Linked DNA regions of Sus scrofa: region 1 is linked to region 2. Evidence: chromatin contacts called from public Hi-C data. All regions are on one chromosome and are shown on one strand. The core of a region is the stretch at or near the end of the contact, and the rest is flanking DNA. Distances in the headings are between cores, read along the strand shown. Region 1 holds the start of BDNF (brain derived neurotrophic factor). Region 2 holds the start of METTL15 (probable methyltransferase-like protein 15).

What was found. Hi-C and Micro-C count contacts between places; a contact is called where the count stands out from the background.
Region 1: a Hi-C map of embryonic fibroblasts shows a contact between it and region 2, with 2.4 times the contacts expected there. The contact joins the promoter of BDNF here to the promoter of METTL15 in region 2. A contact is called at or near these places in 1 of 5 promoter capture datasets (fetal skeletal muscle), 4 of 47 Hi-C or Micro-C datasets (embryonic fibroblasts and epiblast stem cells) and 1 of 2 datasets of contacts at active chromatin or transcription factors (skeletal muscle).

Annotation. Positions count from the first base shown.
Region 1 is chr2:32,642,759-32,649,733 of Sscrofa11.1, forward strand. BDNF (brain derived neurotrophic factor) reads left to right here and starts at 1,903. Exons shown (of 2, transcript NM_214259.2): 1 at 1,903-2,047.
Region 2 is chr2:32,239,255-32,246,035 of Sscrofa11.1, forward strand. It overlaps METTL15 (probable methyltransferase-like protein 15), which reads right to left and starts at 4,820. Exons shown (of 7, transcript XM_005654689.3): 1 at 4,677-4,820. The coding sequence starts at 4,815. KIF18A (kinesin-like protein KIF18A) reads left to right here and starts at 4,819. Exons shown (of 17, transcript XM_003122903.4): 1 at 4,819-4,940.

The sequences.
Region 1 (6,975 bases), core at 653-3,152, 400 kb after region 2:
CTCCTCCCAGTACTTTATAAAGTAGTACAACTCTTTTTTAAAAAACTTATAAACTAGCCTCTCAAATTGTTTTGCAATATTAAAATAAATTGTGACTGCATTCAGCCTATACCCTTGGGAATCAATGTAGAGGTTCTCTGAGGTGGCCAAGCCAGGCTTCATGGCCTCTGTCCTTTATTGCTTCCGTCTAGCTTGCCTATTTCCCATTAAGTATTCCACAATATACTTCACCATCTGTGCTGTAGGGTAGTTTGTATTGGTCATGTATACTGTTAAGTTGATAGAAGTGCAAAGCTAAATGTGTGACACTCTAAGAATCTGCATATATTTGAATAATTTGACTATTCAGTCCAACAATTTGCAAAGACTGCTCCAAAAGATCACACATCCTGATAACACTTCCAAGAAACAGATAGCTTCCCTTTTTAGGGGGTGGGAGAGGCAGGGATCTTTCTAGCTGGAGTTTCTGATTTATTAAAGTCTCATCTCTGGCATTTAGCAGTGTGAACTTGGGCAAATTATTTCGTGGCACTGAGCCTCGGGTTCTTTATAAAATAAGAATACTAATTTCTATAACTGGTCTTTAGAAGCTCTAAAACAATATAAGTGCATTCATTTTTTTAAAACTAGAAACTGTTAGGTAAACTGAACTGAGTATATGATATTATATATTCAGTTCAACAGCACATTCTTGATAACCACAAGAGGGTCTAGGAAGGGAAACTGTTAATAAATCTTTCCCTTCCCCCAAATTAATGTTGTGGAGTGTTTAGAGACATTCTTAAAGCAATGAGTCTTAGCAATTATTAGGTCAAACCCCTTTGAGATTACAGAAAAAAAATGCACAGATGCAATCCTGACTACCAAATTTGGGGGAAATGGGAGAGTCCTCTAACTCCCATTTAGGCAACCCTTAAGAAAATGTTTCTCACAATGCAACCTCATATTTTCTGCATCCCAGTTGCTTGCTGTGCTTTTAAAAATGCTAATTTCTGGACGCTGCCCCACCCTTCGTAAATCACAATTTCTAGAGGAGAAATCTGCATTTTAATAGGCACCCAGGTGATTTGCTATGCTCGGAGGTGGTCCAAGAACTCCTAGTTAATCACCGCTGTTTTTTTCCTTATTCTAAATTTTAAGGTCTGTCCTAGTGCAGACCTACGAGTCGGTTGAATTAATGGAAAGGAAATTCAGCTTTAAAGCAGGAACCCAGGTAGACAGTTGAAAGCGTTCGTCCAATGGCAAATTGAAAATGATTCTCTGGACCCTAGCCACTTAAGTTCTCTCCAAGGGTCTTGGCTACCGACAAATAAGTATCCGACAGACAGTTTGCTCTTCTGCTGCGGGGGGAGGGGCTCGAGGGGAGGATTAACTGAGTCAACTACCCCCTGCGCGCGCGCGCGCGCGCACACACACACACACACACACACACACACACACGTTGAAACAGAAGGCCTTTTATTTATCTTTGCTGCCCAGGTTCATTATTAAAAGGGTTGGTTTATGTGTGTAAGTTTGCTAGGGAGGGAAGTGAAAACATCTGCAGAACCATGCAATGCCCTGGAACGGAACTCTTCTAATAAAAGATGTATCATTTTAAATGCGCTGAATTTTGATTCTGGTAATTCGTGCACTAGAGTGTCTATTTCGAGGCAGCGGAGGTATCATATGACAGCGCACGTCAAGGCACCGTGGAGCCCTCTCGTGGACTCCCACCCACTTTCTCATTCACCCGGAGAGGGCTGCTCGCGCAGCCGCTCCCCCCGGCGAGCTAGCATGAAATCTCCCTGCCTCTGCCGAGATCAAATGGAGCTCCTCGCTCAGGGGGTGCGAGTATTACCTCCGCCATGCAATTTCCACTATCAATAATTTAACTTCTTTGCTGCAGAACAGAAGGAGTACAAACCGGGCACCAAAGATTCCCCCCTACCCCTTCTTTTTGACCAAAGGGAACGTGAAAAAATAATAGAGTCTGGGGATTTCGGGGCCGAAGTCTTCCCCAGAGCAGCTGCCTTGATGTTTACTTTGACAAGTAGTGACTGAAAAGGTGGGTTTCTTTTTTCTTTCTATCTCTTTCCGTTTTTCTCTGGTCGGCTAGAAACCGTGTGGCTTTAGTGAGATCTGTCATTGCCTCGGCTTCTTGGCTGGAGCAAGTAACTTGGTGTAACGTTATCTGGGGGCGTTCATTAATAAAAAATGCCGTTATTATCTTGATCGAATTCCTATTAGGCAAACTCCGGAGAGGTCAGTGCACGAACTCTGTTTAAGCCCGTGTGTTTAAGGCAGCGGAGTAAACCAATAGCCCCCATGCTCTGTGCGATTTCATTGTGTGCTCACATTTGCCAGCTCCGTCGTGCCGGAAGGTGCGGGAAGGTGTGTCTGTGGCCCGGGAAACGCACGCCCTCTCCCACAGAACTTGGGTGCTGGGATGGGGCGTAGGGAGTGGCCAGGGAGGGGAGCGAGACCCCGGGGGCGCTGGATTCCCGCTTACTCCCTCGCGCCCCCGCGCGCAGAGCCAGGGCTTCCGCGGAGGGCACCGGACGCGGGGTTCCCCCGGGCCGGGACTAGGTCACTCCTCCCGACGGCGGGCGTGGCGCGCGGTCCTGATGGGGCGCCCTAGGTACGGGCGCGGGGCTCGCGGGGTCACGTCGCGGGGCCGAGAAGAAAGGCGGAACGCGGCGCGCGGGCCAGGGGAGCCCCAGCAGCCCAGGGAGTCCTAGGGGCCGAGCTGGGGGAGAGGAAAAGGCGCGGCGTTCCCTTTAAGCAGCCACCCCGCACGGGTCTCGGTGGCGCGGGCGAGCGGGAGGAGGGGGGCGGGGGGGGCGGCGCCGTTTGACCAATAGAAGCTCAACCGAAGAGCTAAATAATGTCTGACCCCGGCTCCAGGCGCAGGCTGGAGCTCCTAGTCCGCGCTGCAGACGCCGCCGCGCCGGGGCGCACCCGCCGGCTAGCTGTCCCGCGCACCCCGTCGCGCCGCGGGCTCCCGGGCGGGGCCGAGGAGCCGGCCCTGCGCGCCCCCCAGCTCCTCCTTGTGAAGCTTTGATGAGACGCTTGAACTGCAGCTGCCAACGCTGCTGTGGGGCCGGCGGCGAGCGGCTCCGCGACGGGGACCGGGGCGGGGCTCAGGGGCCAGGAGCGGGACAAGGATGTGACTCCGCCGCTGGGGACCCTTGAGCTTTGTGTGGACCCAGAGGTAGGCGAGCATCGAGCGTGGGGCTTGGCGCGGGAGCCGCGCGTCTGCCGGGGAAAGTTGACTGGGGGCACTGAAGAAGTTATGGGAAGAGGCAAAAACTCCTTTCCTCCCTCCACGAGAAGGGGAGATACGGAGTTGCTCCTGTAGAGCTTTCTCTTCCCATCCCACGAGCCAGAGGGGCAGCCCCAGGGAGAGGGACCCTGGAAAGCCCTGAAGTGGGGGAGAGGAAAGCCACGAGGAGAAGCAGAGCTTCGCGATGGGAGAAGACACCTCCCTGGGGTCCCCCAAAACCCTCCCCCAGCGGAGGAGGGGTCGTGAGAGCGATTTAGGACTCCAGCTGTCGGGGGCCCGGACTGAGGTTACGGTGTTGGGGCTGGAATATGAATCTTACCCATGGGCTGAGTGGTCCCCGAGCAGATTTTTTTGGGGGCGGGGGGTGGAGCACGCTTCTTAAGCCGGCATCCCAGTCCCTGAGACTCCAGCCGGGCTACACACGGTCACCTGCTCCTCAGAAGTTGACATCAAAGCGGACCCATCCACGTCCAATGCCACTGTCTGTATCTTGGGAAACTTGGGACACTCCTGCAGCTTGAATCTAAAAGGGGCTGTCGGACTCCGGGGCCAACTGTGCCCACGCCTGTCCCCATACCTTCTCTCCCTTGGGGCACCTTCCCGGAAAGTAAAAAGTTTTGATTTTGGGGGGGTTGAGAAGGATTGGGAGTGTTCCGACTCGGGTGGGTCTCTTGGGATGCAGAGTCGGGAAGAGGAAATGGGTGAGTGAACTGTGCCTGGAAAGATACAGCTGACGGTTGGAGGCTTTTTGCCAGACGGTCGAGAAGGGGAGTTGCAGACTGGGGGCACCCCTAGGGAAGAAAAGCCTTGGAGCTGCTGGGGCGAACCGGAGTCGCCGTCTGAGGATGCGATGTTTGTGTGTTGGGGGTGGAGTGGGGTGGAGGGACGCTGTTGGAGGGGCCTGGAGGAGGAGGGGGCAGGGAGAGCTGCGCTAGGGAAGGTAGAGGCTGCCCTCTGCCGGCCACGCTGCCCGGAGCAGCTGCAGGGGGAGGGAGGCTGGGGGCGGGGAAGTGGCTTTGCCAGATCCCCTCGTTAGCTGCTGGTAGGAGGGACTTGTTGAATGACGCTTCTGACTTGGTTGAATTTCGATTCAATGCTCCTTTTTGGCTTCAATGCATAGTTTTCCTTGAGCTGGGGAACTTTGACAGCCTACGGTTGATAGTGTGTTAGGGCTCCCTGGATCTCATTTAAGGTCCTTCAGGTATCTTACACTTATTCCTCGGTGTCAGCAGTAAACAGTGAACATTTCCTGACAAGAATGCAGGAATGTTCTTGGCCAGAAGCAAAGAAAAGCATATTTCCGAGTGTTTATTAGTTCTCCTAGTATAGTTATCTTTAAAAGCAAAGCAGTATGTAATTGGGAACGTTGATTTTTTTTTTTTTCACTGCATTTTGATTTTTAATAGAATACACTGTTATTAAATGAGACCTTCAAATTGGCTAGACTATTTGGAAAGTACTCCCTCTCCTTTATTTTTATCTCCCCCCAATTTATATGAGTTTGTTATACAGTCAGGCCATTTTGGCCTTAGTTACATTTATACGTACTTAAATTTTTTGCATTTGTCTTTATTAAGGCATCATTACAGATTTAATTGGTCTAAACATGGGAACCCTCGATGTTACCTCATGCAACATTGTCATTTTGGGGAAGTTTTTTGAGATTATGGAATGTAGCACCTCAAGTTATTGTTATTACTGCAAGTAGTAGATCACAAAGTTTTGGCCCTGGTAACCACACTCCTTTGAAACACTAACTCCTGGTCCTTGATTTGCAAATACCTTGCTTTAAGATCCTTTTGTAAGTTTACTGGGGACTAGCAGTGGAGGCAAGAGAAAGGAAAGAGACACTTGTTGAAATGTAACCATAACCTTTACTGGAATTTAAAACACGTTGGTCACCATTACTGGAATTCCAGGGCCATAAAGTCGTTGTCTTTTTTCCTTCCACTTTATTTTGCAAAATGTGATAAATGTTGGTAAATATAGACCAGTTCTAAGTATTATGACAAGAGAAGCATTATGTATGTAGAGCTATTTTAAGCTGTTACAGAACATTTTCTATTTATAAATGATATAAGCAGAAAGAAATGATTTCCAGATAAACAAGACTTACGTACATGTTTTGAAGCATTAGAACATTGCAGCCACACTTAGACATCACATTTTTTTGAAAGCACAATAACAGAGTAATTTTTCACATACCTTTGAAGCCTTTCTTTGCCCATCCAGAGCTGAATTACCAACTGGAAATCTTGTTTATTTTAAGGTGATATTTAAGGTCATTTAAGATTTATAGTGGGTCAACACTTGAGTATCCAGAAAATAAAGCATTTAGGAACTGTTTTAGGATGTCTTTTCAATAAGTATAACTTATACTTGCAAATAGAAGTAATCAAAAGTGGTCATTTGCTTAAAATGCAATGATCACCTTAAATGATTCATTTATACTAAGTGAGTTAATTGGCCAAATCTCAAAATGGCCAAAGAGGGGTGGAGAGGTGATGGAATATTGCTGGTTCATTCTGATTCACCAGGAGGGAGGGGAGGAAGTCCTGTTAATAATGCAGATTTCTAAAATCTGGGCTCAAAGTCCTGAGTTTTCTGTTTAATAGGGGCACCATTAGTTATTCTCTTCTTCCTGGAATCTTTGAGAAGTGTCCCAGCTTTTCAATAGTCAAAAGGCAGATGATTGATAATCTCATTTCTTTTAAACACAAATAGCTCTGTTTTGTAGTTTAGCACCACACAGCAAGCTGGGCATGCCCACCTGATAGTATAGCCAAGAGCTTTATTTGTCTTTGGAACCTTCTGTAAATATCCTTCACATGCATAAATCCATAGCTCTATATCCAGGTAGTGAACTTGTGGAATGTAACAGCCAGCAGCTTTAATGGACTTAATCTACTAAGCTTCAAGAATATTGAAGATGTTCAAAACGAAAAGGTAATACACAGGTAGTTCCTTAACATTTGATGTTAAGGAAGTTAGTCCCAGAGTAGACAAAAGAACAGTTTTAGTCTGCTTGAAAGAAAAGAGTATGGAGAGTATCTGAGGGCTCAATTCTGAATATCCTTTAAAATGCAAAGCACTGCCATTTCAGATGGCCATAATACTGAAATGATTTTAATGGCTGAAACATAATTTTCAATTTGCATTTCCATGTGTGGAAGATTTCCATTAGGGCGAGGGGGCTAGCCTAGCCCAATGCATGTGAACATATCCCTTTAATAGGGTAATTGCTAACTTGTTTCAACTTGTTGTCAAACGATTGTTATGGAGCACTCAGTTTCCACTAATTGCAAAATTGCTGCTTAATTGAAGGACTCTCAACCTTCCAGCGCAGCCATTCAGCCACTGGTAGGCTCTGTAATCTCAAACTGTGAATTGCATTTAAAAAGAGGAACGGAAGAGAGAATTCCACCGAATGCGAGGTTTAAAATACTGGCCCTTGTTCAATGGAGGAAGAAATCATTTGAACGTTAAGACATGTTGTGATAAATTTTCTTTATTAGGCCAGGTCACATGCCCAGATGGGCTTCAGAAGTGAATGAGTGAACTTCTTGGTTACACAGTACATCCCTTTACTCTGTATGGGATAGAGTAATGTTAAGCAATAAATAATACTGGCAAATGAAATCCGTATGTCATTTGTATGTGGGATTTAACCCTAGGAAACAGGAAGGCTTTGGTATTTTTAAGCTTAGACA
Region 2 (6,781 bases), core at 3,570-6,069:
GAAGACTATGCATATACAATAAAAAGAGAAGAAGGTGAAATTCTTCAGTCAATGAAATTCTTATAGATTTGTCATGGATATTTTCTAATGAGATCATCTCACCACGGCCTGTATAAGTGAAACACATTTTAAATTATAAGTTTATAAACACTACTATTCACTTTGGCATACACTATTCACTTTTTATTTTTCCTATCCACTTTTGTTTACTTGTCTGCTCCCTGCTCCCCAAAACAAGCAAATAATTGATACATTCTTTCCCCTTCTCTTAATTGCTTCATTTTATCCTATGAAATGGCACATGGAAGTTCCCAGGCTAGGGGGCCAATCAGAGCTGTAGCCACCGGCCTACGCCAGAGCCACAGCAACACCAGATCCGAGCCGCATCTGTGACCTACACCACAGCTCACGGCAATGCTGGAGACTTAACGCACTGAGCAAGGCCAGGGATCAAACCCGCAACCTCATGGTTCCTAGTTGGATTCGTTAACCACTGAGCCACGATGGGAACTCCCTCATTTTATATAATATCAATAAGATGTAATCTTGAAGATAATATGTCAACTTTTCCAAAGGCATAATTCACAGAATCATGTTGTAAATGTAACACAAAAAAATGTGGCCAAAAAAACAGAAATAAGTGTTTTATGTAAAATTTTGGATATTTGGCAGTAACAAATTAGCCAAATTATAAATTATGCCTTATGTTTTCCAGAAAGTTTACACAAGCCAAACTACAGTGTTTCTAACATATTTCAAAATAAAAGCTAACATTTATTGAGCACTAAGTACTGTTTACTACTCTAAGCACATCATATGTACCAATTCATTCAAACTTTACCCCAACTTTTAGAGGTAGGTACTATCTTACCTCCATTTTATAGATGAGGAAACAGAAATTGACCAAAAGGTCACAGTTGGAGAGCATAAAGCTGAGCTATAACACCAGCTCTCTATCCCCAGAACTTTTTATCTTAATCTATATGCCATAAACACAGCTAATTCAATTAATACATTCATATAATTGAATGATACTTCGATTATATTTACTATGTAGTAGTACCCTATGAATTATATTCTTTTTTTCTTTACGGAGACAGTATCTATTGCTTGGTCCTACTCAACTTGGAAATATATACGTGTATACTGTGTGCTGTATATGTATACTGTGGAGCACCCATCACAGATGCAATATACAGCCCTAAATAGTAGAATCTGGAGTATTTAAACAATATGACCAATAATTTATTTTCCTTTGCCTATACAAGCAAGGAATGTAAACAATCTACACTGTATGTTCAGATTTTGACAATTTTTTTAAAAAGCAAGAAAAAAAATAAAAATCCCACCAATTCCAATATTGGAATCAGAACAGCACAGAAAAAAATTCTTTCATCAGCATTTAATTTTTTCCCTTCTGCATTCTATTTCTTTGCATTTACTAAAATATATTCAAGGTACAAAGCCAGTATATTTATATGCACTAATTGGCTACTAATATGAGTAAACAAGGAGAAAAGACCTCAATAATTAACCTTGATCTTTGGTTGTTTCTTTGAGTATCTCTCTAAAAATGGAAGGGGGCGAGATCTAAAGGGGGTTCCTTTCATTTTCTCTGCAGCCCAATCTACCAGATAACCCAGAGCACTCCTCCGTCTGCTAAGAACCAGCTACCCTAAGTGATTTAAGATAGTTTAAGTTCCCTCTGGTCACAGCAAAGAAGCAGGAAGTCAGGAAACCTAACCTCTAAGCGCCAAGTCTGTGGTTTCCTAGGTAAGCCATTTAACTTTTCTCTGTCAGCAAAATTCAGTTTAAGCTGCTGAGACTACGGCATTAGCCAGGTTACTCTTTTAATTGTGGGAACACAAATGTGAATGACATTTTTGAAAACTACTTCCTCAACGGTGCTGCTAGCAATTACCATCACTGCAGCCAGCTCCCCCTGCAGAGAAAACCCTTTGGAAATTTAATTCATAGGGCCAAAAATCCAACCCAGAGGCTGGCGCCCGAACACAGAGAAAGTGAAAGAGGTCCTAAAGGAAAGGGAAGAATCCATCCTCTTGCTTAAGAATTATACTCTGTGACGAGGGAAACTGGAAACTTCTGAACTCAGGGTGAATGAGTGTTGAGAAAAAGGGGGAGAGCAGGGGCGCGGGTTTCCTCCGTCCTGGGCAAGTCCGGTGACCCTTGGAAGTTTCCCCCAAAGGCGTGGGGCGGCTCCAAAAGAGCTCCCGGGGTCTCGGCCAACTTCTCCTCACCTGAAGCACGATTTCTCAGTTATCCTCTAACTCGGGCCTGCGACGACCACTAAGGAGCCGGAGAATCTGAATTTGCCGCTCGCCTAGGTCCCAGCCCGGGGGGAAACTTGTGAGGACGGACAGATTGGGCCCACGTCCGCCCCAGCAACCGAGGACCGTGTGCCTTTCGTTCCGCTGCTTCCAGTCCCAAGCTGCCAAAGGGTCCTGCAGGCGCTCAGGGTTCCAAATGGTGTTCCTGGGGGAGGGATGGAATGTAGTTCCTACCATTACCAGGTTTAAATCCACTTTTACTTTTCTTTATATATATATATATATATATATATATATAAAATCTCACTGCCACTTCAAATCTCACTTTTACTTTATCCTTCTCTCGACTCTTTTCAGTTTACTATGAACCTATGTAAATTTCCGTGTTTTAAATAACACAGCGGTTAGTTATACAGTAATTTCTAACAAAAGGTGGAACTTTCTGTCTTAGCACTACATGTTTGGAAAGTTTATATTCTTTTCCCTTCATTTTGTTACCAAATACGCTCTAGCCTCTTATCCTTTCTGTTTTAATCCTTAATGTCTTGCCAAACTAAAGAGAAACCAGCTGGCACTTGTAATGGCATTGATTGTAATGTTAAAATTTCTCTGCTTTAACTAAATCTGCAGTTGCTTAAGAATATGGACCTCATCATCTGACCACTGTTTTAACTAGCAAGTGTAGGGCAAAATTTAACATTAAATGTAAAGTAAGCACTTAGCACCTGGAAACACCTGCAAGACTGGTCAGCCTATAATGTGCTTGTCAAAAGAGACACAATTTGAAACACTTCTACTTACTTATTCACTAGCAATCAACGAAATTTTACAAGAAATTGACAAACATGTCTATTTTCAGAATAGATTAAGATAGCATATTGATATCACTTACTCTAGAAAGTATTTCAGAAACAAATGACTCCATTCTGAATTGGCTAGGTTGTACAGTTCAAGAGAAATATTTTCCTTTAGAGATTTTCCGAAAACTCTAGTGTCCCTTCAGTAAAATGGATAGTATCTACATTTCATAGGCTGTTTTGAGAATTAAATAATTAGATTAACATATGTACAATTAAATAAAATGCCCGAGATGTCAAAGGCAGACTATAGAGTACATATTTGAAATAAAATAAAAAGGCTTCTCAATTTTATACAATACCCAGTACCATACAAATCACTATCTCATTAGCTAAGATATATGTAATACAGCCAACAATTAGTAGCTTTGCTGATACTCTATCCACCATTCACAAACAATCATATAACATGCATCATATACAATAGTGCTTCTGATTTTCAATAAGAAAAAATGTCTATAATATGAAGGTTTCACCTATAATACTTTTCATTTAGTATTGTACTATCCAACATACATGGTGATGTTGAATCACTAGAATATAAACTCCAAGAGGGCAGGGATTTTTGACTCAATTGTGTGCTAGTATGTCTTTAAAATCTACAATAATAACTGCTAAATCAACAGATACAACAAGAACATAAAGAACAACAATAAAACTCAGACCATACTATTAAAAATATCCTGAGGAGTTCCCACTGTGGCACAGTGGGTTAAGAATTCGACTGCAGAGGCTCAGATCACTGTGGACACTCAAGTTCTATCCCTGGCCTAATGCAGTGGCTTAAAGTATCCAGCACTGCTGCAGATGTGGAGTAGGTCACAGCTGGGGCTCAAATGCAGTCCCAGACCTGGGAAATTCCATATGCCACGGTTGTGGCCATTAAAAAAATTACACACACACACACACACACACACACCTTGAGAAATAAAAGGTGAATTCTCTTAGAAAATACATTTCCCATTTTTTTCCAGTTTTTTTTTTTTTAAGGTGTGCATTCTAAAATAATACCTACAACCTGGGACTTAAAATCCTACTCCATCCAACAATGAACTAGGCCAATAAATTTAAATGAATTTATTTTGTAACGCCAGCATTAGAAAGAAATGTAAAAAACAGCCATACAACAAATAGTTTCACAGTCAATACTAAGGGGGTAGGCCTGGGCCCTCAAACCAAAAATCCTGAACTTTCAATTAATTGAGACGAATTGACCCCAGTTTGGTCCAAGTGAAAGTGTAAGTCGCCAGAAGAAACAGGTCCCTATACCTTCAGATCCTGGACCTGTTCCTTGAAGACCTCATTTCCGAATAGAGGAAAGGAGAAAATAAACACCCAGAACCCATTTATCCACACCCAACAGGCTCCGCCACTGCCCCTAGGAGAGGGGAACCGCCAACCCCTGCCAATACCCATCTCACTCACACCCAGAACCCTGGGACAGATCGGCCCCGCACCCCGCAGTCGAAAGGCTGCCTGAAGATCCCAGGTGGCTGCCTCCCACCTGCAGCTCCGGTTTAGCCCCGCCCACCTCGGCCAACACCTCCGGAAACTGCTGTTCTCGTTGCCACGGTGACGCGAAGCCAGGCAACTACCCTTCCGCAGCGCCTCTGAGACTCCAGGCGCCAAACTGCCGCGCGCCATCGCGAAGTCTTGCGTGATGACGTCATGAAAACCAGCCAATGAAACGAGGCGCTGAGGAAGCTGGCTTAGGTTTGAATCTCGTGGCTGAGTTTGAAACGCCGGCAGGCGGACCTTGAAGTTAAGTGTCTCCGTAACTTGTCCTGGGCCTGAGGTAAGTGAAAGGCAAGAGGAGAAAAATTCTGGTCTCGGGGAAGATTTTTTGAATGACCTGTCTCTCTGGAAGTGGAGGGGTCCCGAGGCATCAGGGGAAGAGGACCGTGTGGGCTTGTTGACAAACAGGGAAGCGTTAAGTGGGGCGGTGGGGGGAGGGTGGGCCTGGTTAGGGTCCCTGAGGTGAAAGTGAAAGAAGAAACTCGAGAACCCACTAAAATGTGACTGTGCCAGATTGGGAGACCTCGACTGCTTAACAGAAAGGGCAGGGATCTTCTGCTTTAAATTCTGAGGAAGTCGGAAATGTTAAAGGGCATCCTGGCCGCTGTCCCAGACTTTGGCAGAGCACTTTAACTGTCCGGCACCTTACAGTGTAAAGTTTCTTCCGCACTGCAGAGTGTTTTGTTTCAGACACAGATGTAAATGTAACTCAGGGCTTAACTGTCAAATGAGGAGCTTTGGTTCACAAATTTATAAACTTTTTGTCCGGCGAGGTTCTGCTGTTAGCCTGGCCGGGAACCGGCCCTGAGCCCCAGTTGTAGCATCAAGGTAGGACCTGCCAGCACTGCCTAACGGGGTTGCTGAGGATCAGGTGAGCTTCAGAAGGGATTCTGGATGACAGAGTGCTCCGCAAGAGAAAGGGACTTTAAGCACTGAGAATCATTTCTACCTTTTAATCTTAGTTTCTGAGAGACTTGCCTTGAGGAACTCATTAGGTACTCAGTTTCACAGAAGTGAAGACAGTGCTGTTTACTCTGTGAGAAGAGATTATTTGACCAGAATTTAATAATTTAGTTGTACAGTACATATATGGTTTAGGTTACTAACTATTAACAATCAGGTAGAGTGTGTGAGGAATACTACAGATTTTAGTTGGTAGTGTTGTTCCACTACAGTCAGCGCCTCCACCTTGTATTTGGGGAAGTTTCTCCTTGATGCTTAAATCTAAGTAGAAGCATTGGCTTTAACATGAAAGTTATTTCCAGTAAGAGGTTTATGTTGCATAGAGACTATGCATGATAGGGTAGAGGATAGTTCCTGGTCCTTAAAAAAAAAAAAAAAAAAAATGTCTGTTGGATTTGAATCTAATTCAGATATGAATTTGTATTTAAGAAATAATTTATGGAGTTCCCATTGTGGCCCAGCATAAACTAATCTGACTAGCATCCATGAGGATACAGGTTCGATCCTTGGCCTCATTCAGTGGGTTAAGGATCCAGCATTGCCATGGGCTTTGGTATAGGTCTCAGCTGCAGCTTGGATCTGGCATTGCTGCAGAGTAGGCCAGGGATTACAGCTCTGATTCGACCCCTAGCCTGGGAACCTCCATATGCTGCAGGTGCGGCCCTAAAAGACCAAAAAAGAAAAGAAAAAGAAAGAAAGAAAGAAAAGAAATAATTGATAACTCTGTCATACCACCTTCGAGAAAAGTCATACATTTCTGTTCCATTGTTTAAAAGCCTTCTGTTCTGATTCTAATAGAGCATTGATAGTTATTAAGAACATGGACTTTGAATTTGAACCTGGATCCACATTCTGGCTTTTCTTGCTATGACATCTTGAAAAAATTCTTTATACTAAAGCCAAGTCTCTGTTTTTTGTATAATGGAGACAATAATAGAGTCTACTTTATATGATTTTAAGGTTTGAATGAAATGATAAATGTCACCTGTTTACCATAATGCCTGGAATAGAGAGTGTGCCCAAATGATAATGGTTGTTTATTATTACTAGTTATCGCCATACCATTCTAATCCAAGAGTTCTCAATTAATGGTATAAACATGGTTGCTGAGAATAGATACTTTGTGATACTTAACAAGCACAGAGAAATCATGAACTT